Linked DNA regions of Danio rerio: all the other regions are linked to region 3. A link is a contact called in public Hi-C and HiChIP or PLAC-seq data. All regions are on one chromosome and are shown on one strand. Each heading gives the region's core, a stretch centred on a gene start, on an enhancer-like site or on the middle of the called end of the contact. The rest is flanking DNA. Distances are from core to core; before and after follow the strand shown. Region 1 overlaps auts2a (activator of transcription and developmental regulator AUTS2 a). Region 2 overlaps auts2a (activator of transcription and developmental regulator AUTS2 a). Region 3 overlaps auts2a (activator of transcription and developmental regulator AUTS2 a).

What was found. Hi-C and Micro-C count contacts between places; a contact is called where the count stands out from the background. HiChIP or PLAC-seq counts read pairs in DNA pulled down with a chosen protein or histone mark.
Region 1: a contact with region 3 is called in an H3K4me3 HiChIP or PLAC-seq map of embryo, with 5 times the contacts expected there. The contact joins two enhancer-like sites. A contact is called at or near these places in 2 of 4 datasets of contacts at active chromatin or transcription factors (caudal fin and embryo).
Region 2: a Hi-C map of embryo shows a contact between it and region 3, with 2.8 times the contacts expected there. The contact joins two enhancer-like sites. A contact is called at or near these places in 5 of 18 Hi-C or Micro-C datasets (caudal fin, embryo and fibroblasts) and 2 of 4 datasets of contacts at active chromatin or transcription factors (caudal fin and embryo).

What each region holds. Positions count from the first base shown.
Region 1 is chr10:32,397,495-32,400,974 of GRCz12tu, forward strand. All of the region lies in intron 7 of auts2a (activator of transcription and developmental regulator AUTS2 a), which reads right to left. Among named protein-coding and RNA genes, the nearest start is that of cxadr, 390 kb to the left of the region's middle. Within about 2 kb of position 2,142, at least 7 of the 62 cell types and tissues checked have an H3K27ac peak or open chromatin away from gene starts, as enhancers often do.
Region 2 is chr10:32,452,659-32,456,499 of GRCz12tu, forward strand. All of the region lies in intron 6 of auts2a (activator of transcription and developmental regulator AUTS2 a), which reads right to left. Among named protein-coding and RNA genes, the nearest start is that of auts2a, 400 kb to the right of the region's middle. Within about 2 kb of position 2,238, at least 10 of the 62 cell types and tissues checked have an H3K27ac peak or open chromatin away from gene starts, as enhancers often do.
Region 3 is chr10:32,127,924-32,131,635 of GRCz12tu, forward strand. All of the region lies in intron 9 of auts2a (activator of transcription and developmental regulator AUTS2 a), which reads right to left. Among named protein-coding and RNA genes, the nearest start is that of cxadr, 120 kb to the left of the region's middle. Within about 2 kb of position 1,323, at least 8 of the 62 cell types and tissues checked have an H3K27ac peak or open chromatin away from gene starts, as enhancers often do.

The DNA of each region.
Region 1 (3,480 bases), core at 892-3,391, 270 kb after region 3:
TTGCGTCATTTAATTTTATTACACATAACTTAATTTGTAAACTAATTAATATCGTTTTCTTTGCATACATGGCTTTTTTTTTTTACCAACATTTGGTAAAAATTTTACGTCAACAGCACCTTTAGAAATATGTTTTCTGAAAAAATTGTGATGTGTTGAATACTTATTTCCCTCCAGTAGTTTACCGCAAAATAAAAATCTTCTTACCATTTAAACGTTTTAAAAAACGTCTTTCTTCTGTTGCACACAAAGCAATATATTCTGAAGACAGTTGGAAACTAGCACCCATTAACATTCATAGTATGAATAAAACATTCTATGGAAGTCAATGGTGTTTTTCTCCCCAACATTCTTCAGTATACCTTCCTTTGTGTTCAACCGGGAAAAAAAGAAACTCAAACAGGTTTGGAATGTAAAGACTGAGTAAATGATGACAGGATTTTCATTTTTGAGTGAACTATCTCTTTAAAGGCAGGGATGGTACTTGTCCACAGCATGACAAACAATTAGTTTAAGTAAAAATCACAAAATCAGTTAAATAACATAACATAAGAAACGTGATGTTGTGTGAACCTAGCAATAGAGTTGTATGTATTAAAATGTTTTGCCAAAAGTATATAATTTGCTGATTTCATCCCTGATAAATAAGAGATTAAGCTGAAAGAAAATAAATGAACGAACGAACGAATGAATGAATGAATGAATGAATGAAATAACAGTTCCATTTAAATTTATGCATTAAGCAATTAAATATTTTATCGAAAGAGAGCTGAAGACTAAAATCCAAACCACCTTTACAGTAGGTGATGCACTCTCACCTCTCTGTATGCACCAGACACTTTCATATCAATATACCCTGTTTCTAGGAAAACATTCTGCAATTCTTAGTGTGTTAGAGGTGAGTGGGTTTGACAAACCTCCTGTAGACACCACACACTTTTCCTCTCCACATGCACCAGACATCTTCATATAAGCAGCCTATACTTCTTGCAAAACATTGTGCAATTCGGAGTGTGCTCTACACTGGTGAGCGGGCTTGACAAAGACATACTCACAAAAAACTAACTTCTACAACAAACATTTTATATAATGTACAATAATGTAAAATAAGCCACTGGTATAATAGAAAACTTTTATACCAGTGGCTTATTTAACATTTTTCCATGGTCTGGTGAAATTCTTGATTCTGATTGGCTGGAGGGTGTGCCTTATTTTGTTGAAACTCACAGATAGTTCCAGTCAGTTTTGATTACAGTTCGAAATAAATGTGCTTCTCTCAAAGGTTTGGAGTTACCTTAGCAAATCGCATGTGTTGCACAGGAAACCAATAAGAACTGTTAATGGTGGACGGGAAATCCACAAAATTAGAAAAATGCATATCAATTATGCCACAAAATCAAGCAAGAAGCAAGTTTTTCAAGCAAGAATATAGTTATTTTAAAGTTAACTTGGCAGTTTATGTATAAGAATATCGAGGTTTTAAAAATTTCGACTTTGAGCTCCAGTCGCTCAGCGGCAGCTCTGCCAACAGCTCCCCCGTGAGCGAAGCTTTATATTAGTCATCTCTTGCATCTCTGATGTTTAAAACGTGATATATAATTAATCTTGTGTCTATCTAACGGTCATTATTTGGACTTGTGAAACTATTATTTGTTCTCAGGTGTATTATTTGTTCTCCGCTGCGTTATGTGGTCCTCCGCCTCCACATCCTGCATTAAAATCTTTTAAGGAACAGAAAGCCAATGATTATCCCTTACTTATGTTTGAATGAAAAAAATAAAATGTGAGTTATACATAAATTCACAAAAGTTTTATACAGTAGCAACCATTCATCAGATGCGATTATTTTTCAAAATAAACTATAACTTCATGCGCCCCCTTGTTGCAGCTCACTGCATTTCTAAAACAGCAGCAGCCACAAGTCAATGTTGCAGATCCAGCACAACAGAGACCGATTTGATTGGCAGTGCTGTACAGTTTCCTCCACGCTTTGAGAAGAGAAATGGAGAGTAACCAGGCCTACAACCTCACAATTCGAGACCTTTCCAACATCTCCTCCCACTTTCTCTCATCCCAGGAGAACCTCACACAGCCTTTCCGTCAGCACCTGGTTCTGCTGAAGACACGGCGGTGCTACTTGGCCTGAGCAAGGCAGTCTCTATCCATCATAAGGAAGGATCATTAAGGAGTGAAAACATGAGTTGCCTCTGAGGAAGCCAAACAAGCGAGAGGAAGAAAAAAAACGTCAGGAGGAGAAAGAAGTCTGGTATATTTACAACATAGGCTTGGGGAATAGGGTTGTGGCAGCTCACACACACACACAGAGGCTCCAGGTCAGGGTGATTTGTAGGCCCAGGAGAAGTGAGCTTGCGCTGGTGTTTATGAAAGCGACTGATGCCTGTATCCTGGTGGGCAAGGTTGCGTTTATTTTAGCTAGGGCGAGGTATTTTCTGTGAAAAGCAATGTATATGACAACTTGGAGGGTAAGGGTGCTTTTCATTCTGACTGAGTGTGTGAGTGCCAACGAAAATATGCAGTCTATACAGGAGTCAAAATAAAAATCTTTTCTTTTTCTCTGTCTTTCTGCGGCGTTCTTGCACATTCAGAATATGGTACCCACATTGGTCTCTTATTGCTATGGCAACTAGCGATTTCTCTTGCTCCTTGGGCCCCGTGCTGTCATTATCCAATCAGAATAAGACCTTTGTTAAGATTCCCTCAGGCTCCACTTATTCAACTCACTATGATGAACTGACCTTAACACTAAAGGGAGACGGAGAGAGAACGACAGCAAGAGAGAGATTCCTCCAAGCTATCTGAAAAAAGAAAGTAGAGGAAACGACGAGCATTTAAATGGCATTACAATACACACTCTGATCTGAAAAGAAGACAAAGAGAATGAGACAATCTAGTCCCTGCCAGCAGTTTTTGTCTGTTTCTGTCTAACTCCATTCCTTCCATCTGTGGGTGAAAGGAAGAGGAATTTGGAGAAGAATAGAACAAGGTTAGTTGGTGAATGACTGGATAATGCTTTACTGGACTGGATTCAAGGGTGGTGTGCTAGTAAATGGCTCTAGTAAAGGTGTTGTAGTTAACAAATCGAGGAAATATTTCAAAATTAATAAAATATAAAGTGTTAGTAAGGAAATAAAAATGTAACTTCTGTAAATATGACACAATTATGTAAGGTTATGTACTGTAAGTAAGTCAGCTGCCGTCTGCTTTCACCAAACTTTTCTTGGTAAATCACAAACGTTCACTGTAGAAAAATCTGTCCATTAACAGTTTCTGTATTTAGTGATTCACATGTGTTTTTATGGTTTATTTATGGACATGAAATGCATAATGGGAACTTGATCTTTGCTCTGTCGACTTTTTAATTCTGCAGTTTAACAAAGTGATATTTATTGACATTTCTGCAGTTTGAAAGATATTGAAGACATTGTAAAAGAAATAATAAATATATGGATTGACTGAACC
Region 2 (3,841 bases), core at 988-3,487, 330 kb after region 3:
CAAATGAGTTTTGCTACCCTGCGAGCGGCAATTTTGTGGAGGAATACAAAGATGGGAAGCGAGCCAATCAGAACTTACGCACACAAAGATTTGGTTTGGCTGTCACTCGAGATGCTCAGATAACTGGAGCTTGTCATACAAAAGTCTTGCCTTGTTATATCAACACGATACACTGGAAGCATAAAGGAAGACAAATAAAGAATTTGAATGTGGCGCATTGACTGTTTTCTTTTTTGTCAGCTTGTTTGAGCTCTTCTGCGATTTCAGTATTGTTTTCATTTGCAGCACCCAATAAATAAATATGAGATGTTGTATAATTCACAATTTTCAAAAATGTGATGTCATTTTGTCCCTTGAAATGTGCTATGACTTTAATTTGGGAGTGATTTGTAATAAATGGCAAGCTAAAAGTTTGCAAATCATACACACATTTAGATTTGTGTTCTGAATATATGGCTTTTTTATTAATATTAAGATTTATACAGCTACATTACCTGACAGCTAAGTAAATAAGTTCTCTATCGATGAATTTGAAAATCGGAGGGTTTAAAAAGTTTACATATTGAGAAAATTGCCTGAGCAGAGTATTTTACTAATCAAAAAATATGTTTTTATATATTTACAGTAGAAAATCTACAAAAATAAACTTCAAGAAACATGGACATTGCTTAATATTCTTGTGATTTCTCGCATACAAATAATCAATCATTGCCATCCATACAGTATGTACATCCATCTAAGTTATCACAAAAAAACATCAAGAATTGTGTTGATTTAGCTCATTTTAAAAATATTAGTTTGAATCTGCTGTTGTTTTGTGGTTCAGGGTCAAACATATAAGTGATAATAAATGGATTGCCATGCATTAAAATATTTTAGATGCATGTCACAAAAGCAAATAATGTTCTAGTTGTATGTTGTTTCAAGCCGAACTGGGTAAAATACCCACATTTTTCAATGGCACCTATTTTACCTTTTTTACAAGATGTAATGTAAGCCTTTAATATCTCCAGATTGTGTCTGTAATGTTTCAGCTCAAAATACCCATCAGATTATTTATTGTAGCCTCCAGAATTTGCCCATTTAGGTGTTTGAGTACAGTGTAGATGTTTAAATTTAAATTTAAAGATGTTTGCATTTAAAGCCAGTGGCTTTAAATGCAAATGAGCTGCTTCTCCTCGTCCACCGTTCCCGTGTGTGTGTCTGCTTCTCCTGCATTACATCAGATAAACAGCAGTCAGTGACAGAGAAAGATTTGGATGAAGCTGAAATACAGCTCATTGGTCAAAAATACTAAGTAAGTTTATTTCATGTATTTGTGGTGGAGTTTATTCAAGTCTTTCTGAAATGATGAGTCTCACACAAATGGCATTTGCAGTACACACAAACACACACACACACATATGCACGTTTACTAACACCATGCGGCCGTAGTGATTATATCGGTGAAGAGTAACATACAGATTTTACTGTCTTTATTACAAACATGCTCTGTTTTTAAAACGTTTTAAACAGATATTTTAATCCCAGTTTCTTTGCAAAAAAATGTTCTGTGGATGTGTGTGTACATGTTATTATAGAAACATGGTGCTTGTCACTCAATTCAGTGGGCGGGAAAAACCACACTCCTACGTCACATTGCGGCGGGCCTCAAAATTACTATTTTAACGTCAGGAAATAAGAAAAAAATAAGTATTGTGTTTACATCACTCCAACATGACAGTGGACGTCTTTAAAAGAAATGCTTAACCCAATAACTAGACTTGTCCATATTTCCCTCAACTTTAAATTGAAGCAACCAAGCATTTTTTAGTGTGCAGTAATAAGCATTTTAAAAAGACATTAAGATAAAATAAAAGTTAAGATAAGATAAATTAAGATTAAGTAGGTTAATAATTAGGTTAAAATAGAGCACAAAAACATTTCCTTGTACCATCAAAGCGATAGACTGGAAACAGCATGCTTCGCATCGGTGCTTTTCTTTTATCAGTTTGTTTGACCCCTTCTGTTCTATGATTCCAGGATGAGTCTTCTACAAACATCCTCCAGAGATGCAGTCGTGTAGAAAAATATGCATACGTAGGTTTTTTCCGCCTCTATCAATGGCATGGTCGTGAATGGCACGTCTGGGAGATAAGTGAGGCTTAATTAAGCTTTGTTACATCTAATGAGGGGTGAAAACAAACACATCACGCATGTCTCTGGACCTTGGCCTGGGCTGATAAGATTGAATGCCCTGCGAGTGACTGATATCGGCATGACAAGCTGTGTAAACACCATGGAAGAGGATGTAGCGTATGGCTAAGAGTTATGCGTTGAAGATGTTCGCTGCTTGTATTCAGACGCCTGAATCTCTTATCATATCGTCTCGGCACACTTAAAGAGGTGTCTGTAAAAAGCTGCAGTCGGCTGAGCTAAACATGATTTACAGCTCCTCCAGATAACTCTTTTACTGCCTCTGACAAATCAGGATTTACTGCGTTATGACACCACTAAGAAAGTTAAACGTGGCCTTGGCTACCCTTTAGAGCAGAGAGAGCCAAGTAAGGGAGGAAAAAGTCGGTTTTTACTGCATAATTAACATGAGATGGAACTAACCTTTCACTGCATATTTAGGTATATAGGATGTAATTTTTCTTCAGATTTTTCTCCAATGAACATGGGATTTTATTTTAGACATTTAAAAGGGATTTTACGGAAATTACTTAAAAAAAAGAAGAGCAAACCTGTTGTAACCTGCAAGTTGACTTGACCTAATTATGCATATTTACTTAATAATTTAAGGTAACAGGTTTGCTCTTCTTTTTTTTAGGTAAGGTCAACTAATCACTTTCAAAACAGCACAGTTTAATCACTTGTTTAATTAAATTCAACTAAATCACGTTTACAACATGTTTACTCACTTTTTAAGTCAATTTATCTCTATTAACATAAAATAAGAAGTTGCATGTTATTATAAGACTATGAAATAGTCTAATAAATCATGCAAAAACTTCTGGAACACGTTGTACACATTTGATTTTCCCATTATCAAGCTTTACATAAAACATTATAGTATGTAATCAAAGTGCAATATCCTAAAGATTACTGGAGATTAATAATTAATATGCAGTGAGAATAAGTATCAAAGGCTTTTTTTCTTTCCATCTAGCCTTGTTTACGTCAATATACAAGTTGTTTCAAAGAAAACATAATAATTTAAGACAAAGTTTCATGTAAGATTATAAATTATAAAGACTTATAAATCATGTAAAAAAAAATGTTAGAGGATTATTTTAGGTAGGGATGTACGCAATGACTCTAAAAAGCAATGACAAGTTTAAATACACTGTAAAAAATGCTTGGTTGCACATAATCGATTTGTGTTGGGACAATATGAAGTTGAAGTGGAATGAACATGAAACAATTAAGTTGTCCCCCCAAAAAACACAAGAAGTGTTATTCATTCATTCATTTTCTTGTCGGCTTGGTCCCTTTATTAATCCGGGGTCGCCACATCGTAATGAACCGCCAACTTATCCAGCACAGTTTTACGCAGCGGATGCCCTTCCAGCCGACAATTACTACAACTTATTACTTGATTAGTCTAAAAGCCCCCTCCAGATAGTCTGTAAAAACAGTTCATTTAAAAATCTATGAACCAAACATGCTGCTGAAAAAAACAAAACAGAATAAATGTTATATACAGTGCATGTGACACACTGTATGCATGTTTATCTAATTTGTTTTTGTTATAAATTGTAAAAGGGACACCTTAAAGTGTTACTATAATAATAACATTTTAATATATAAAAATAACCATTAAAAAACATTCAAAAATTCGGTTCAATTATTTTGGACA
Region 3 (3,712 bases), core at 73-2,572:
AGTGGAGCAAAGCCACAGCACATGCAACTTGACCTTCCATTGTTAAATAAATTTGGTAAGAAGTGCGCAACATTTTCAAGCTAGAAAGCATGTTTAATGTGGAAATGTAACTGATTTGCTGATATGCTGCAATGGCTCCTTTAAATACGACATCAATGTAGTGAATTTTGACGCTCTCGTACCGAGAGCTGTGAAAGCAGACAGCGTTGTCACCAGGGTGACCAGAGCGAACTTTGACGCTCTCACCACCTTCTGTGTGAATGCACTGTGCACACTCTAACTTCCATATGCATACCTCAACAAAAAAAATGTAAAGATCTGGGAAATTATATAAAATTTATAGCTGAAAAGAAAGAAAATGAGGGGAGAAAAAACAAAATAAATGGTCATCACAGAGGAAACAGTAACCAAAAGCTTATGTGATTATTCATCACACTGTGTTTCGACCACAGCATGAATTTCAGTTTGTCGTTCATTTATGTCTGTGAACTACCTTCTGTCCACTACCAGATATTTTAAATACAGACTTTTAAGATTAAGCAGAAATAACAACTAGTATCTTTTCTAAACTTCCAGTGATTGAAAATTGTTAATGTTTGAATATCGTGTATTTATTTACATGATAATGTGTATGTTATAAACGGCAAAGATTACCGGTGACGCGACGAGTGATTCAAGAAACTTTTCCCAGTTCATCTCTGATGAAGAAGTCAAAAAGCATTGCTAGCAGTTGCCCTGTGGCCCTCAGTAGGCGATACTTTTATCTCTGGAGTGTGGCCCATTTAAATGTTTGTACTTGACCTTTATTTAGCTTGATGGCTTCCAGACTCCCTGCGTTTAGCATGGCATGTCGGATATAGCAGTGTTTACACAATGTCTCTTGTCTCCCTGGCCCCTCTTTCTTCCTCTCTTTCCTCCAGTCACCAAGATGGATGAATTTACTTTAGTCCTTCAACCTCTGGGGTTTGGGAACAACCTCGGAATGACCTCTTTGAGAGAGAGGGACAGATTGAGAGAGAGTGTAGGAGTGTGTTCGTGTTATGACTACAAGCGGAACGGCCTGAGATGATGGATAGCGTTAAATGACTGTCTGACTTCCAATTCATCATTTTTTTCACTGCATCTCCACCTCTCCTCCCAGCATCGCTAATGTGTGACTCTAGTTAAAGCTGTTTTAAAACACACTCCCGTTCCCTGTGGCAATAAAACCACTTACAGTAAGCCTGCTGGAAAAACAATAATCATATGGTTATACAACAATGCTTACTCATACGTGAGGAGACACACACACACACTCACGCATCACTGGGCAGTCTGTCTGAGAGTGGGTGGTGCTATTGTTTGCTGGCCCTGGGCAGTAAATCTGGATGTTGCCCATGGTGTGTTAACCTCTATGTGTTTGTGTGTCAGGGGATGAGACATCACTGCAGACTACAAACACAGTGCGCTATGAATTACAGCCCATCTTTCATCACACACATTTTAACAAGCCATAAATTACAGCCTGTCTCTATAGAAACGATAAAAGACATATCTACAGAAGTATGTCGATATTGCTGATATACTTCTAGTTTAGCTTGTGGAAAGCTAGCGGAGCTGATTGGTAAAATAACTTCTACAAAAACAGATAAAGAAAGATGTTTTTCATTGATCCTCAGAGGAAAAATAAAAAGAACAGGAAGCTTTGACTTCATCAATCATTCATTTCAATTGGTTACTCAGCATAGAACAAGGCAACGCGAACAGACAACCTTGAGAGTCTGTGTAAGAGATGAGATACTAATGTTAGATGAGAGTGGCATTTACCAGGCCAGAAAACAGCTTTGTCGATCATAATAAAATAGGTCTACGACTGTCAAGCTGTGACGAGATGCTCATTTCCAGTGTAGACCGGGTGTTAGCTCAACTTTAGGCTGTTGCCAAGCAACAAAATGGCCCAAGATCATTACATGAACACTTTTCTGCATTAATAAAATATTGCAGATGTAAAAATGTTATGTTTTTATTAGTGGTGTAACAGATCACAAATCTCACATTTCAGATCACGTTATGGTTTTATTAGTCACGGATTGGACTATTTTTCGGATCAGCCAAAAAGGGGAGGAGACAAATGTAATTTGCTTTCTATTTATTACAAAAACAGTACTGCAAGACACCTTTGGCTATAACAAACAGAACATAAAACCTGTAATATTATTAAAAATAAAATAAATAATCAGCTGAATAAAAATAAACAGTAAAATATTCAGTCCTGTGAAAAATTCACTGTTACAACTGCTGTTTCTGATGATGCTAAATGTTTATATCTAACATTATAATATGTACAACCCATATTTATTTTTTGTCTCATTTTCAGTAGAGGATTCAGTTATTCACTCATAAAACTATGTTTCATTGTTAGATGTGTCATTTTTGAAGAATTATTCAGTGGCATATTTTTGATGGTTGGTTGTCGCCACCTATTGTCTAAATAATGTAATTGTTGCCTACATATTTCATTTTTAAGCATCATTAAATGCATGTGACGGTGATTGTAATCTTTACCATAAACATCAGTGGTTATATCAAAACTATAAACTGTTATTCAAATGCTTTTGTGTTACTTGACTGTTTGTAACTTCATTACTATCTCAAGACTAAAGACTAAATTTTTTCCTTGATTTTTGCATTTTCAGATTTGAACGCAGCGATTCGAAGAATTAATAAACATATGCAAATCAACATAATTTACAATTTATGTTGCATGGGTGTTGAGATCCTGATCTTTCAATGATCAATCGTGCAGGTTACACTGAATGCATTAAACAAGCAGTGACAGAAAACACCTTTAATAACCTAAAAAACCCACTACATTCTGAGAACCACAACCACCACAACTTCTTCCATTTGTGATTTGAATGACACGAGAAGCGATCTTTCTGTGATCGATACATACAAAATCATTCTACAAGTAAAAAAAACTGTATTAATTTGCTGGTTGTGTGTTCCGAACAGTGGGTTGTGATCTGTACGAATCACAGATCAACTGTGATCAGTTGCATCCCTAGTTTTTATGTTTATCCAGCCATATTTTAGATGAAGAATTTAGATGTTGAGGATTTTAGTTTTTATCTAAATACTTCCAGTTTCATCTGCTTTAAGTTATTCTACTAAAACACTCTGCTGGATTGGTTGATGTTGCAACCTGGTATTTGTTACAATAACGTAAATGTATTATTGTAAACAAAAAGCATGCGGGTTGCTCTTCAAATAGTTTACATGCGTTTTTTTGCACAAGTCTCAGAGATTTATAGGAAATATCTTCTGCACTAGAATATAGGGTTGATAAAATTCTTAAAATGCTAAAATACCCATTGCAGCCAGTGTTGAGTTGACAACAACTGGTATGCAAACATTCATACAAACACACACATACACACTCCTGAAGCTTCAGACATTTGTGAGACTACAGCACTCAGCGACCGCTCTGCTATCTCAAGAGCTCTCCACATCCATCTATCTTGCTCTTAACAACTCTCAACTGCCTCAAACTTCATCTCTCTGCCTCTTCTTTCCTTCTCTTCATCCTCTCTCCCCCTCTTTTTCAATCTCCCGACAATGTCATTATTGGAGAAATTACACCTTCCACACAGGCCCAAACAGAGGCCTGCTCTTCAGTTGAATGCTTTGCTGCCAGCATGCTTGTGTGTGCTGTCAATTGAGCCTGTCTGAA